Regions from separate parts of the Mus musculus genome. Here all the other regions are linked to region 1. A link is a contact called in public Hi-C and promoter capture Hi-C data. All regions are on one chromosome and are shown on one strand. The core of a region is the stretch at or near the end of the contact, and the rest is flanking DNA. Distances in the headings are between cores, read along the strand shown.

Region 1 (4,011 bases), core at 816-3,315:
AGGGGACCCAAAAGGGAATTCTGCTAACAGGTGTCTCAAAGTTTGTACACGCAGCTACTGAAAGGGAAAAGGTTTGAACCCTGGTGGAATAAAGGTTTGGAGAGAAGGATGGTTTTAGTACGCGACCGCTCAGAAAACTCTGGTCCTTCTGCTTCAGCCTTAGGTCCCCACCCTCGAGGGTTAAGGCCTAGACTGTATGCCATAGGACCACAGGAGTTCTGGGCACCCAGACCTGCTTCTCTTTCAGCAGAGTCAGGTCCAGCTCAGAGCCAACTCATCAGTATTCCAGCCACGGAGTCTCTCCCCGCCCCCGCTGTGCATCAGGGCTTCTGTCTCCTTTGCTGAGATAGCCCCCTGAGGTCTACCCAACCCCACTGCCCCGACCTGCCCTAGTCTCCCAAGCCCTCAGCCCACCCTGTAGAGGCGCATGCCCGGAGGCCTCTGCCACCCGCGAGCCTCCGTCAAACCAAGTAGGCTTTGCCCTATGGTGGTGGCGACCATAGATAGGCTGCAGACTAAAGAGGGGGCATCTTAGGCCCAGCTCACAGGCAGAATGCATGGGAAGGGAGACCCGTGCTAAGGTATTCCTACAACCACTCTCTGGAGACCTTCAACTTCCCTGCGTCGCCTCAAACGTCCCCTGAGCCTCCTGCAATGCACCAGATCTCAAGGCAGACGCCGAAGGCACTTGCACTGCGCCCCCACTGGGATGCGCTGTCACCCTAGGAGGGACCGAGTGCTGCAAATCTGGAGGACCCTAGGGCGCGGGGAGTCAGGGGTGGGTTGCATAGGACTCACCTTGTGCAATTTCCACATAGCCCCCAAAGCCTTGACTTCGTGGCTGGAGTGTTTGCCCTCCTCTAGGCACTGGTAGCACACGGGCATCTTGCATTGCACGCAGTACATGCTGTGGTTCTCCAGCTCGTGGTCTGTGCAGGTGGAGACCTTGCGCGGGCTCAGCCGCCGGCTGACGCGGCCCTGGGCCGGGGGCACCAGACGGTGTTTGGCTAGGGGACCCCGGGGCGGGTGGCAGCGCAGACGGCAAGGGTCGCAGTAGAAGACATCGCACTGTTCACACATGACCGTGGCTTCCTTGGGCGCCTTCTCGCAGAGCTGGCACTTGAGGGCCGCGGCTTTGCTCTGTTGGTAGCGGTCGATGACCCCTTCCAGGACGCGGTTCTTGGGGAAACCGCGGAGCCCCCGGTCATCCAGAATGAGGCTGCGGTGGCACTGGGGGCAGGTGATGCAGGAATTGCGGGGCACAGGGGCCAAAGCCGGTGACAGGTGGGTGGGCGGTGGCGGCATAGCAGGGGGGAAAACGCGGACGCCGTTGGGCGACTTCTGGCACGGGGTAGTGGGGGCGCTGGCGAAACCTCCGTAGGAGCCATAGCCGCTGTCCGCCTCGCTGTACAGGCTCATCTTGTCCAGGTCCAGATAATCATAGTCAGAAACCCCAGAGCCCGAGGCCCGGCGGCTCTGGGGGGACTCGGACTCCGGGGTCTGCACCAGGATGTTGCGGGCGCACGCCTGACATAAATTGTGAGAGCAGGGCAAGATGATGGGCTCCCGATAGAAGGAGCCACACACAGGGCATTTTAACTCTTCTTCCATCTCTTCCATGGGGACCTGGCTGGAAGCGAGGCAGCAGCGGCTGCGGCGGAGGGGGCCTGACCTGGCGAAGCAGCCGATGGGCCTGTGGTGGCCAGCACCTTGGCCAGCGGCGGCGGTGGTGGCGCCTTCCCCGGTCGCCTAGGCGCCGACTCCCCAGGATGCGCTCTCTCTGTGAGCCACCGAGCCTCCGCGCTGCGCGCCAGCCCGGGTCCGCCCCCTTCCCACTGCTAGCCCCGCCCCGCCAGGGAGCGGAGGCTCATCGGACGGTGGCCGTGAGAGCTGCTTTCTTATTGGCCTCCCGCCTTGTCCGTCTCCTCTCCTCTGCAGGTCGCTGAGGGCTCTATGAGTCGGAGCTGGAGCCCCGGCATCGCCTGCTGGCTGCTGCGGGATTTTAGGAGGGGGCTGGCGCAAGCCGAGAAGAAGTGGGGCGGGATGATTCATCCTTTCCTACCCCCCTCCACGCTTCCTTCTGAGCTCGGGTGCAGTCACCCCGGAGCAGGGGGCGTGAGAACCCCTCCCGGTCGCGAGTGGGCTGCTGCTGCCTGTCGCCAGCGCTTGGCGCTTGCCTTCCAGCTTTGGTCTGCATGCCGACCCACCCCTTCTCCTTCCGCTGCTGGCGTAGAGCCAGCACCTCCCCCGAGCCTTCCTGGAGCCTTTTGGGCTTTTCTCCAACCCTCAGAAGCAGCTGGAGCGCCCGCATCTCTGGTGTTTAGGGAAGATGGTGGTGTGCCATGGCTGCAGTGTCCCCTTTCTGCATCCCTGGTAGCTTTTTCCCTACCCGAGGCAAAGGCTCAGCATTCCCCCAAAAGCTGTGCCACCATCGCTACATGCTTTAAATGTGCGGAGGCCCTACGCCTTGGAGCAAAGGTACCTCTCACCCTCCCCAACCTCCCGAAGCTCCATCCCCCAGTTTTCGAGAGGCCCCAGGAAGGTTAGTTGAGTTGAGTCAGGCAGTGTTTGTGTATTTCTGAGTGTTTATCGGTTGTTAACTAGCTATGTGAACGAATCGCTATGGTACTGAAGATTCCAAACAATATTATCCAATGTCACATGCCCTTAGCATCTACCATAAATTCCAGAAGAGGGGTGGGATATTATTTCTGCTTCTGTAAGATAACGAGGGATCCAGTGATAGCCCTTATATTCTAACCGATTTCTCTTTCCCCCAAACGGTGCTAGAGATAATAAGTCCTGCCTCTTGCCTGTATAACCCTTGAAATGATGACAATGATAGAATCTTTGAATAAAGATATCAGCCTGCTACTCAATGGGGGAGAATCTTTGAATCTAGTGACATTCCAAGGAAGTAATTTATCTTGGGAGCATACATAGTTAATTTTCCGAGTGATTCATGAAGCAAGTGACAAAAATGGTTTTCAAGTTCGTGGGATCTTCCAAATTTTCAATTTCCAGAAGATAACAATTATTCATAGCTTACTTTATAATTTAAAAGCACTTTTTTTTTTCCCAGAGAAAAGAAGTACTTTCTATAATCTTGATTTTGGAGAAATAGTACAAATAAATTGAATTATCTTGCAAATATATTTTTTAGCACAATGATTACAGTAGTTGATCATTGGTTGTGTGGGAGGAAAATTCACATTGTTATTTAAAACTATGTTAGTCACAGATCCTACAGGGTTTATTCCTAACCCACATTTTAATTAGTTGAGACCGGAGCTGCTAATGTTATATGCAGTCTGTTTATAGGCAAAGTGTTTCTTAAGATTTGATTGGGGCATCATCTATATTAGTGCAGGATATATAGACTATTAGTCCAAAGACACTTTGCTCATGTTAAGTAGTTAATTCTTAAGAAGAAAGGGGCATCCATGCCCGTGTATGTTACAATCCTTTCGTGTATTTTGTATTCACCTGCGCAAGTCAGAGAAACCTTGGCTAGCAAAGTAAAGAGTGTCATTCTTCCCAAGTCTGGGTTTTGCCTACCACAGAATACCATGTAAGAGGTCTGGTGATTAGCAGACAGGCTATGCTTGGTTCACGGGAAAGGGTGGGTAGTTTGAGGGCATGTCCAATGGTCTGATTTGGTGTCAGACACAAATAGCCTCAATCCGATACAGATTTATAGAACAGTTGGTCAATTAGGAAATAGCTTGAGGTGAATTAACTGTTAGATCTATTTGGTCAGGAACTAGCACATCGATCCCTCCTAGAGAGCTTTCCAGATGACTGCCGTTTGTTGGGAAGTCTCCTCTTCCTGGCATCACGACTTGAGCCAGTCCCTGTAATATGACCACATGGGCACAGTTATTGCCACTTGTCAGATTAGTGATCTGAAGCTAAGAAAACCAGAGGAACCTCTCACGATCCAGCACCGGTGAGGCTAGGGTTGGAACCCAAGAGCGGGAAGGTTGTAGCTCCTTTTCTTCATTCACCAAG
Region 2 (3,868 bases), core at 1,013-3,512, 190 kb before region 1:
ATTTATTTTATGTATATGAGTACACTGTCGCTGTCTTCAGACACACCAGAAGAGGGTATCAGATCCCATTACAGATGGTTGTGAGCCACCATGTGGTTGCTGGGAATTGACCTTGGGACCTCTGGAAGAGCAGTCAGTGCCAGTGCTCTTAACTGCTGAGCCATCTCTCCATCTCAAATGATTTTTTTCTTTTAATTATGCCAAGTCAGATTGGAGATTCTAGACTCTGACTTCTAAATGTGCCGTTTGAAGGGGGGAGAGAGGAGCATGGTAGGGCATGGCTGTCATTTCAATACTTGGCGGTAGAGGCAGTGGGAGGATCAGGAGTTCAAGCCTAGCCTGAAAATAAGGAAACTGGTATGTGTGTCTGTCTGTCTGTTTGTCTGTCTAGGGTGTCTAGGGTGGAGAATGTCTCTCCCAGGGCACTGATGTACAAATCTTACCAAGAAGAGAATGCCCTAATTTTCAGCTATAGAGACTTTGCTGATCATTTCAAACATTTCCCCAGAAGTTGGGCTTCGTCTTGCTCAACTAAAGGGCAGGCCCCAGTTCTCTCAACCTGGAAATAAAATTTGGGATCCTTCGAGGCTAACTGGTCTTCGCCCCCTCCTTCCTCACGCTCTTGGGTCTCTTCAGAGCTCTCCGGTCCAGAGGCTCATCAGCGGTGCCTTGCACAAGGTCTCTGAAATTCCAGACCATCCACCTTTGTGGCCAGCTCCTGGGGTGGGATCCTAAGAACATTTCCCATCAGCAGGTGTGGCCCTGATAATTCTCACTGGCAGCCGCCTCACCTATCAGGCATGTAAGGCCAAGAATGAGAGAGCTGTCAAACAGCTGACACGGACTGGGCCTAATCTGATTGCTCTGATCTTGATGTGAATCAGAAAGTGGACACCCTGCAGATGGCCCTGTCAGCACAGGCCCTGTAATCTCACCTACTCTTGAGGCCAAGGCAGAGAGAGCAAAAGTTAAAGTTCTGCAAGGGATGCAGTGAACTCAAGGTCCGCCGGAGTCACTTAGTGAGGGTCTTATCTCAAGCTTTAGACATAAAGCTGTAGACATAAAGGGGGTGAGGGATATCGCTCATTGGGAGAGTGCTTGCTCTGGCACAGGGAAAGCAGAGGGTCAATCTGGGTTCTGCCCCTGAAATGAGCATGGTCAGAGCGATTAAAAGAGGAAACAGAGACTCTGTCCTTGCCAATTCTATGAAATGAAATCACACACTTATTGACTGCTGTCTTTTTTTCTGAAAGGGTCCATTTCCCCCAGTGGAAGAGTCCCCTGCACCAGGGCTTCACAGTCAAAGCCTACTGAGGACCCACACGGGGGGGGGGGGGGGGGGGCGGGGGCGGGGGCGGGGAAAGTACATTTGGCTTCAGGGCATGATGCGCTTTGCTCTGGGAGGAAGCCTGGATGCTGGCATCACATTGCATCTTTTTTTTCTCCTCATCCCCACCCTTTAGCCTGATGGCTTCTGTGAGGCAGCTCTGGCAGGCCTGTGGCTCTTGCTCTTAGGAGAAAGCTTCAGGAATATAACTTGTACCAGGTAGCAGCTGGCTCAGGTGTCCACTAACCTTGGCAGGAGAATAGGCTCTGCTATATACTGATAATAAGGAAACAAAACATCAAAAAGATCTTCATTTTGGATACATGAAGTCATTGTGTAGCTCATAATTCCTTGGCCCGAAGGGTGTTTACATAAATCATATATTATTTCATGTTTATGTGTTTTGCCTGCATGTGGATCTGTCTGAACACTACTTTCATGCCTAGTGCCCACAAAGGATCTGGATCTGGAATTATAGACTATGTGCTATTGCCTGCAAAAGCAATGAGTGCCTTTGACCACTAAGCAGTTTTTTTTTCCCAGTCTTTCAACTGTTTCTTAAACAAAGGGAACCAAAGAAATTCTTGTGACAGCAATGGCAGGCAGATCTTATAAAGCCGTGCCTAGAAAACTACTGTCAAGATTTTAAGAGTTTTTACTTTATTCTGTGGGCCTAGCAAGGGAAGCATCTGCCAAAGCTCATAGGGATATTTAATGAAAAGCAATGAGAATGAAACAAATGGATACATAGTTATATCTATGTATCAATGCATTTCTATTCATCACCTGCTTGTCTGGGTATGAGACCAACCAGGGAGGAAGCCCCAGCCTCTGCAATGGGTGTGACCTTAGGTAGGTGGCCAAGTTTTCCTCTGGGTAGAGGAAGGGGGCGGAGCAAGAGCAGCAGGGGAGGAGAGGGTAAGCCTGGTCCCTGGAAGCCTGTGGCAGCTCCCTCAGCAGTGGAGGCACCTCAGGATGGACGCTAGGGACTGTGATGCAGCCTCGGAGCCAGGGCCCCCTCCCTGTTCCTCTGTGACCTCCTGGTGGGCTATGGTCCTGAGGAACCTGAGGTGAGTGTGCTTGATGGGTCATCACCTAAAATAGCTCCCTTGTCCAGTTTTAGGCATGGTTAGGCAGTTGCTGGGGCTACCCTGTCCAAGACCTGTCCATGGTTCTCCTAGGTCTGGAGGACACTGAAGCTTTAGGGCTGGTTTTGGGGTCGGGGGACTTTGTGGCTTGCACATTCTTGCTAACTCCTGGGTTATTGAAGATAGCATTACCCCAGCATTCAATTCCTACCGAGACCAGAGAGGCCAGAAGGTTTGACTTTTCAGGAAGGTATGAGAGCGTTGGAAAGGAGGCTCCAAAAAGTTTCTCTTATCTGTTCAATTTACAACTCTACCGAATGAATTTAAATATTACTAATAACAGAGGCAGCCAAAAACTTATGGTGTGCTGTAATCGGAGGTGCAATCTTTGTAGGTCAAAGACCTGTGTAGGTGGAAAAGAGTCCTGGCTCTTCAGGTATGGGTTTGCAGGTGTGTATTTAAAGGACTGGCTGAACTTCTGGGGGTATTGGAATCACTTTGTATATATGGGGTTACTTATGTAAATTCTTAACATTCTTTATGCCTGAAAATGTCTGTTTATCATTGTGGCTTGTTTGTTTGTTTGTTTTGGTTTTTCGAGACAGGGTTTCTCTGTGTAGCCCTGGCTGTCCTGGAACTTACTCTGTAGACCAGGCTGGCCTCAAACTCAGAAATCCGCCTGCCTCTGCCTCCCAAGTGCTGGGATTAAAGGCATGCACCACCACGCCCGGCTTTGTTTGTTTTTAAATATTGTCTCCCATCGAGTCAATGGTCAGTCATCCTCGGTCTTGTTGGCCTTGGAGCTAGGTCCTGGGTGTGAGGCAGTGGACTCAGGAGGTGTGTGTATCCCGTTTAGTTTGTTGAATTGGTATTCTTGTTACGTTTCTTGTTTCTGTTTCATTTTATTTTGTGTTAGTTACAAGTACTCTCTGGCCACAGCTACACACTGGAGGTGTCACTTTGGAATGTCCCAGGGATGATGACGAACAGGGAATCTTTGCTGTCTTATCCCCCACCCCACCCCACCCCACCCCCCGCCCCCAGCCAGGTATAGAGGTTGGAGAGTGGGTGGCATCGCGTCGCTCCAGTTACCTACACTTTACCCCTTGACATGAGAAACATCCCCCACCCCCAGTTCTCTATAACACCAGTGGTTGATGGTTTAGCCCTCACTAGGCAGAAAAGAGCATCTCTTAGGTAGATAGTCAAAGCTACAGTTCACAGTCCTGGAGAGCCAGCCATTTTGCTGAAAACAGTTGTTGATAAAATTGTCTGCTGCATGCATCACTAATTAGTAAAAAGCAAGTCTCCCTAGACTCAAGAAATGCTTCCCCAAAGAATGGCCTACTGGTGCCTTTCTTTAACTGAGCAGAGGATTGTTGATCTAAAGTGAGTCGGGCTGAGGCACAGACCCAGTTCCAGCACCTAGTCTTTTGCTGCTGCTTTGAGCCAA
Region 3 (3,799 bases), core at 410-2,909, 240 kb before region 1:
CAGGGAGACCATCGGCCAAAGCCTGGCTCCTTGTGCTTTTTGAAGCACTAACAGCAACTACGCCTCCATCCCAAAGGCCTGCAACCTGAGGACCACACTGGGAGATGCTACTCTGTTCTCCACTATGCCCAAAACCCTGGAGCACATGAAATAGAGTAAATGGTTTGACCTTGCATATTGCTGTTTTTACTATTTTTCCAAATGAGTCGTTTTAGCATTTTCTAGGAAATACTCATATACTCACAAACATTTAATCTTCCTCAAAGTGATCAAGAGTGGCCCTACTTTTTGCAACAAAATCTTCTTTTTCCTGAAGTGTGAACTATTTGGCCTCACATGTCAATCCCCCAATATCCTTTTTTTCTTTATGCTTCATGGTTAGTGCTGTGTCTGCCTCCTTCATGTGACACGCATCTAATACTTCTATGCCTTGGGACACTTATCCACATGTCTGTTGGAAGACCGTGAACAAGGAAGGAGGAGGAGGTGCATCTGGCAAAATCAAACGACGCTTCAGGACTGTTTCCCGGAGTAACAGCGCAGGACAAACCTGTGTACTGGGTGTCGCCATTAGCAACATTTTTCTTCATTTTGCCTGGCCTAGAGCCAAAAGGTGGGGAGGGGGGAACTCTACACAAAGCATTGTAAAGGAGGTTGAACTAAAGGCATTCTCAGACTGCAACAGACTATCTGTCCTTCTCACTGCTAGGGACTTGGGACAAGTTGGGGGGTGGGGGGGGACGGACCTCTTTCCTCTTTCTCTTGCCTGAGACTTAATCTAGGGGAAAAGCATGGCCTGGCCAAACGTGGAAGTTAACCAGTTTGCACACACACTCGCCATGCATGTTGGGTTGGACTGGAGACAGCCTCTGCTTTGTGTACTTCCTGTCTTCCTTCCTGAACGGAAGATTCAATCTTCACCTCAAAATGACCCACACAAAAACCAGCTTTTAGAAGATCATTCAGAAAACCTACTTCTACTTCCTGTGAAGGGCAGCTGTCTTCCCGCCTTTCTTTCTTTTCCAATGAAATCTCACCCACAAAGAACAAGGAAAAAAAGTCTGAGCCGGGCGTGGTGGAGCACTCCTTTAATCCCAGCACTCGGGAGGCAGAGGCAGGCGGATTTCTGAGTTCGAGGCCAGCCTGGTCTACAAAGTGAGTTCCAGGACAGCCAGGGCTACACAGAGAAACCCTGTCTCCAAAAAAAAAAAAAAAAAAAAAAGTCTGGGAAACAGTCAATTTCTCCTGTTACCCATAATGCTCAGTGTACAACTTAATTCCAAGTGCAGACTAAATCTAGCATTGCCCTTATCACGAGAGCAAACTACACGCCCCAGGCTAACGGCCAGGTTGCAAGAGACAAGTTGCAACACACCTGTGGCTTGCCACCAACCCCAGTACTCTGACAGAAACCGCGCCCCACTTCCAACCAACTCTGTTCTTCCCCAGATCTTACCCTGCCCAAGAGGTTGTCCTGGAGTAGCGTCTGTTGCAGCACCGGGCCCACATCCTCCAAGCACAGCACGTGGCAGAGGTCAGTGAGCTCCTCTTGACCCAGAGACCCAGTTCCCAGGGTGTCAAAACTGTCAAACAGCTCCTTGAGTCGGGCTTCATGCTGGTCCTCCTCCACCTCATCCATCCCATAGCCCACAGCGCTCACCTGTGTGGGACATGAAGGAAGACAGGTTGGGACAGGTCACAATTGGACGGACACATGAATCTTCCCCAGCTCTACCTGGACACACACATCTCCCCCCCCCCCCCCCAAGTCCCATCAGCCACTTGGAACACTCTGCAGCAAGGCCCTGCCTGGCCAGTGGTACTTGTACACACACCAGCACGAGGGCACAACTGTACCGCTACAATGGAGTAGCATTCCTAGCAGGAAGGGTTTAGGCAGGCAGTCCTCCTCCTTCCTGACAGGCAAATGGCCTGTCTCACACCTGAAAGGGTTTCTCACCTATCAGCCTGGGGACTCAGGAAAGTGAAAGTCTCTTCTACCAGCCGGTCAGGTCAGATGAGATAATTATTAGTATTCAGTCACTACGGTGGTCAGAGCTGCCAGACAAGTCAGCAAGCTGTAGACAACCTCCCCAGATGCTGGGATCTGAGGTGTGGCCAACTTTCACTCCATTCAGCCTAGGTATTCCACATCACAGCTACATCAGAGGCACTGGCTGAGCCATCTCCCTATTTATGCCACCCAGAAGCCTTTGATTCAAAAAGCAGCTCAATTAGCCCTGCTGGTGCAATTACACACAGCAGGCAGAAAGTATTCCCCCAAGGCTCTCTTTTGCCCCAGGGTGTTCTAGGTAATGCTTAGTTGCCTAGAGAAAGGGTAAAACACCGCCCACCTTTCCTGAGGAGCCACTGGCTGTTTTGGGAGAGTTGAACAGCATCTCTGAACTCCTCCACCGCCAGCAACTCACGCTTCATTCCCGACTGCTCAGTCTTTCATTACTGATTCCCGGGTCCCAGCCTTTCACCCCCCCCCTAGAATCAGTAAAAACCTGACATCACCAAAAGCTTTCAGTCATCTTTTGCTAAAAATAAAACCACACAAATCCAGGTATTTTACTTCAAGGATAAGATGTTCACAGGCCGGGCGTGGCGGCGCACGCCTTTAATCCCAGCACTTGGGAGGCAGAGGCAGGCGAATTTCTGAGTTCAAGGCCAGCCTGGTCTACAGAGTGAGTTCCAGGACAGCCAGGGCTACACAGAGAAACTCTGTCTCAAAAAAAACAAGGAGAAAGAAAGAAAGGAAGGAAGGAAGGAAGGAAGGAAAGAAAGAAAGAAAGAAAGAAAGAAAGAAAAGAAAGAAAGGTAGATGGATCTCTGTGAGTTCACAGCAGCAGGGCATACAGAGCAAGTTCCACACAGAAAACCCTGTTTCAATTAAGAGAGAGAGAGAGAGAGAGAATGAATGAACGAAGACAAGTAACACACATACAGAGTTTAAAAAGAAAAAAATGAAAAAGATCTTTCCTTCTCCTTGTACACAATAATCAATTTTTAATGTGCTGGATCCAGCCCAAATGCTGCACACCTGGAAGCAGCTTCCTGATGCAATCGAGGGTGCCAAACGCACACATACCCTTGGGATGGTGACCTCAGGCGTCTGCAATCAGGCTTTCAGCCAACCCCATGACTACAAAACACAGCACCTTCCCCAGGGCTTGGGGGTGTAGCTCAGTGGAACATCATAGATGCTTAGCATGTGCAAGGCCCTGGGTCCAACCCCCCAAAGCACCAACAGTAAAAGCAGCCCCTTTAACTAAAGCCCTGAGTCAGAGCTCAGAGCAGCTCCCAGGAAGGCAGACAGTGTAATTTAAGCTGCACACAGCTCAGGCCCAGGGCAATGGAGCTTTCTGAAACAATGCAACGCCCCTCTAGGCCACTTTCTTTCTTTCCACAGACAACTGTCCATAACATGACAGGCAAATAGCCAGGTGTAGTGGTGGATGCCTTTGATACCAGCACTTGAGAGGCAGAGACAGGCGAATCTCTGTGAGTTCAAGGCCAGCCTAGTCTACAGAGTTTTAGAACAGCCAGGGCTACATAGTGAGACCCTGTCATCTTTTGTGTGTGTGTGTGTGTGTGTGTGTGTGTGTGTGTGTGTGTGTGTGAAACCAACAAAAAAGACAAACACCCCAACCAAAAAAAAAAAAAAAAACTGAAGATAAGCCATGACCCCACACTGGATGACGTCAGAGGACCTGGGAGGAAGCTGCAGTACAGCTTAGTGTTTAGGGACACCTGTGAAAGCAGTGTGATAGAGAGTAGGTCCAGGCTCCCAGGG

Evidence for each region. Promoter capture Hi-C pulls out the DNA fragments that hold promoters and counts their contacts. Hi-C and Micro-C count contacts between places; a contact is called where the count stands out from the background.
Region 2: a contact with region 1 is called in a promoter capture Hi-C map of embryonic stem cells, with 3 times the contacts expected there. The contact joins the promoter of Abhd12b here to the promoter of Trim9 in region 1. A contact is called at or near these places in 15 of 39 promoter capture datasets (the 3T3-L1 cell line, 3T3-L1-derived adipocytes, the HPC-7 cell line and 9 more), 1 of 484 Hi-C or Micro-C datasets (the N1E-115 cell line) and 2 of 9 other capture datasets (embryonic stem cells and pancreatic islet).
Region 3: a Hi-C map of embryonic stem cells shows a contact between it and region 1, with 1.7 times the contacts expected there. The contact joins the promoter of Nin here to the promoter of Trim9 in region 1. A contact is called at or near these places in 8 of 39 promoter capture datasets (cranial neural crest, embryonic stem cells, epiblast stem cells and 3 more), 7 of 484 Hi-C or Micro-C datasets (LSK cells, cerebral cortex, embryonic stem cells and 1 more), 1 of 115 datasets of contacts at active chromatin or transcription factors (embryonic stem cells) and 3 of 9 other capture datasets (adipose tissue, embryonic stem cells and pancreatic islet).

What each region holds. Positions count from the first base shown.
Region 1 is chr12:70,345,549-70,349,559 of GRCm38.p6, forward strand. It overlaps Trim9 (tripartite motif-containing 9), which reads right to left and starts at 2,066. Exons shown (of 14, transcript NM_001286388.1): 1 at 799-2,066. The coding sequence starts at 1,620.
Region 2 is chr12:70,151,869-70,155,736 of GRCm38.p6, forward strand. It overlaps Abhd12b (abhydrolase domain containing 12B), which reads left to right and starts at 2,263. Exons shown (of 13, transcript NM_001195033.2): 1 at 2,263-2,397. The coding sequence starts at 2,303.
Region 3 is chr12:70,101,195-70,104,993 of GRCm38.p6, forward strand. Nin (ninein) reads right to left here and starts at 1,660. Exons shown (of 29, transcript NM_001081453.1): 1 at 1,457-1,660. The coding sequence starts at 1,639.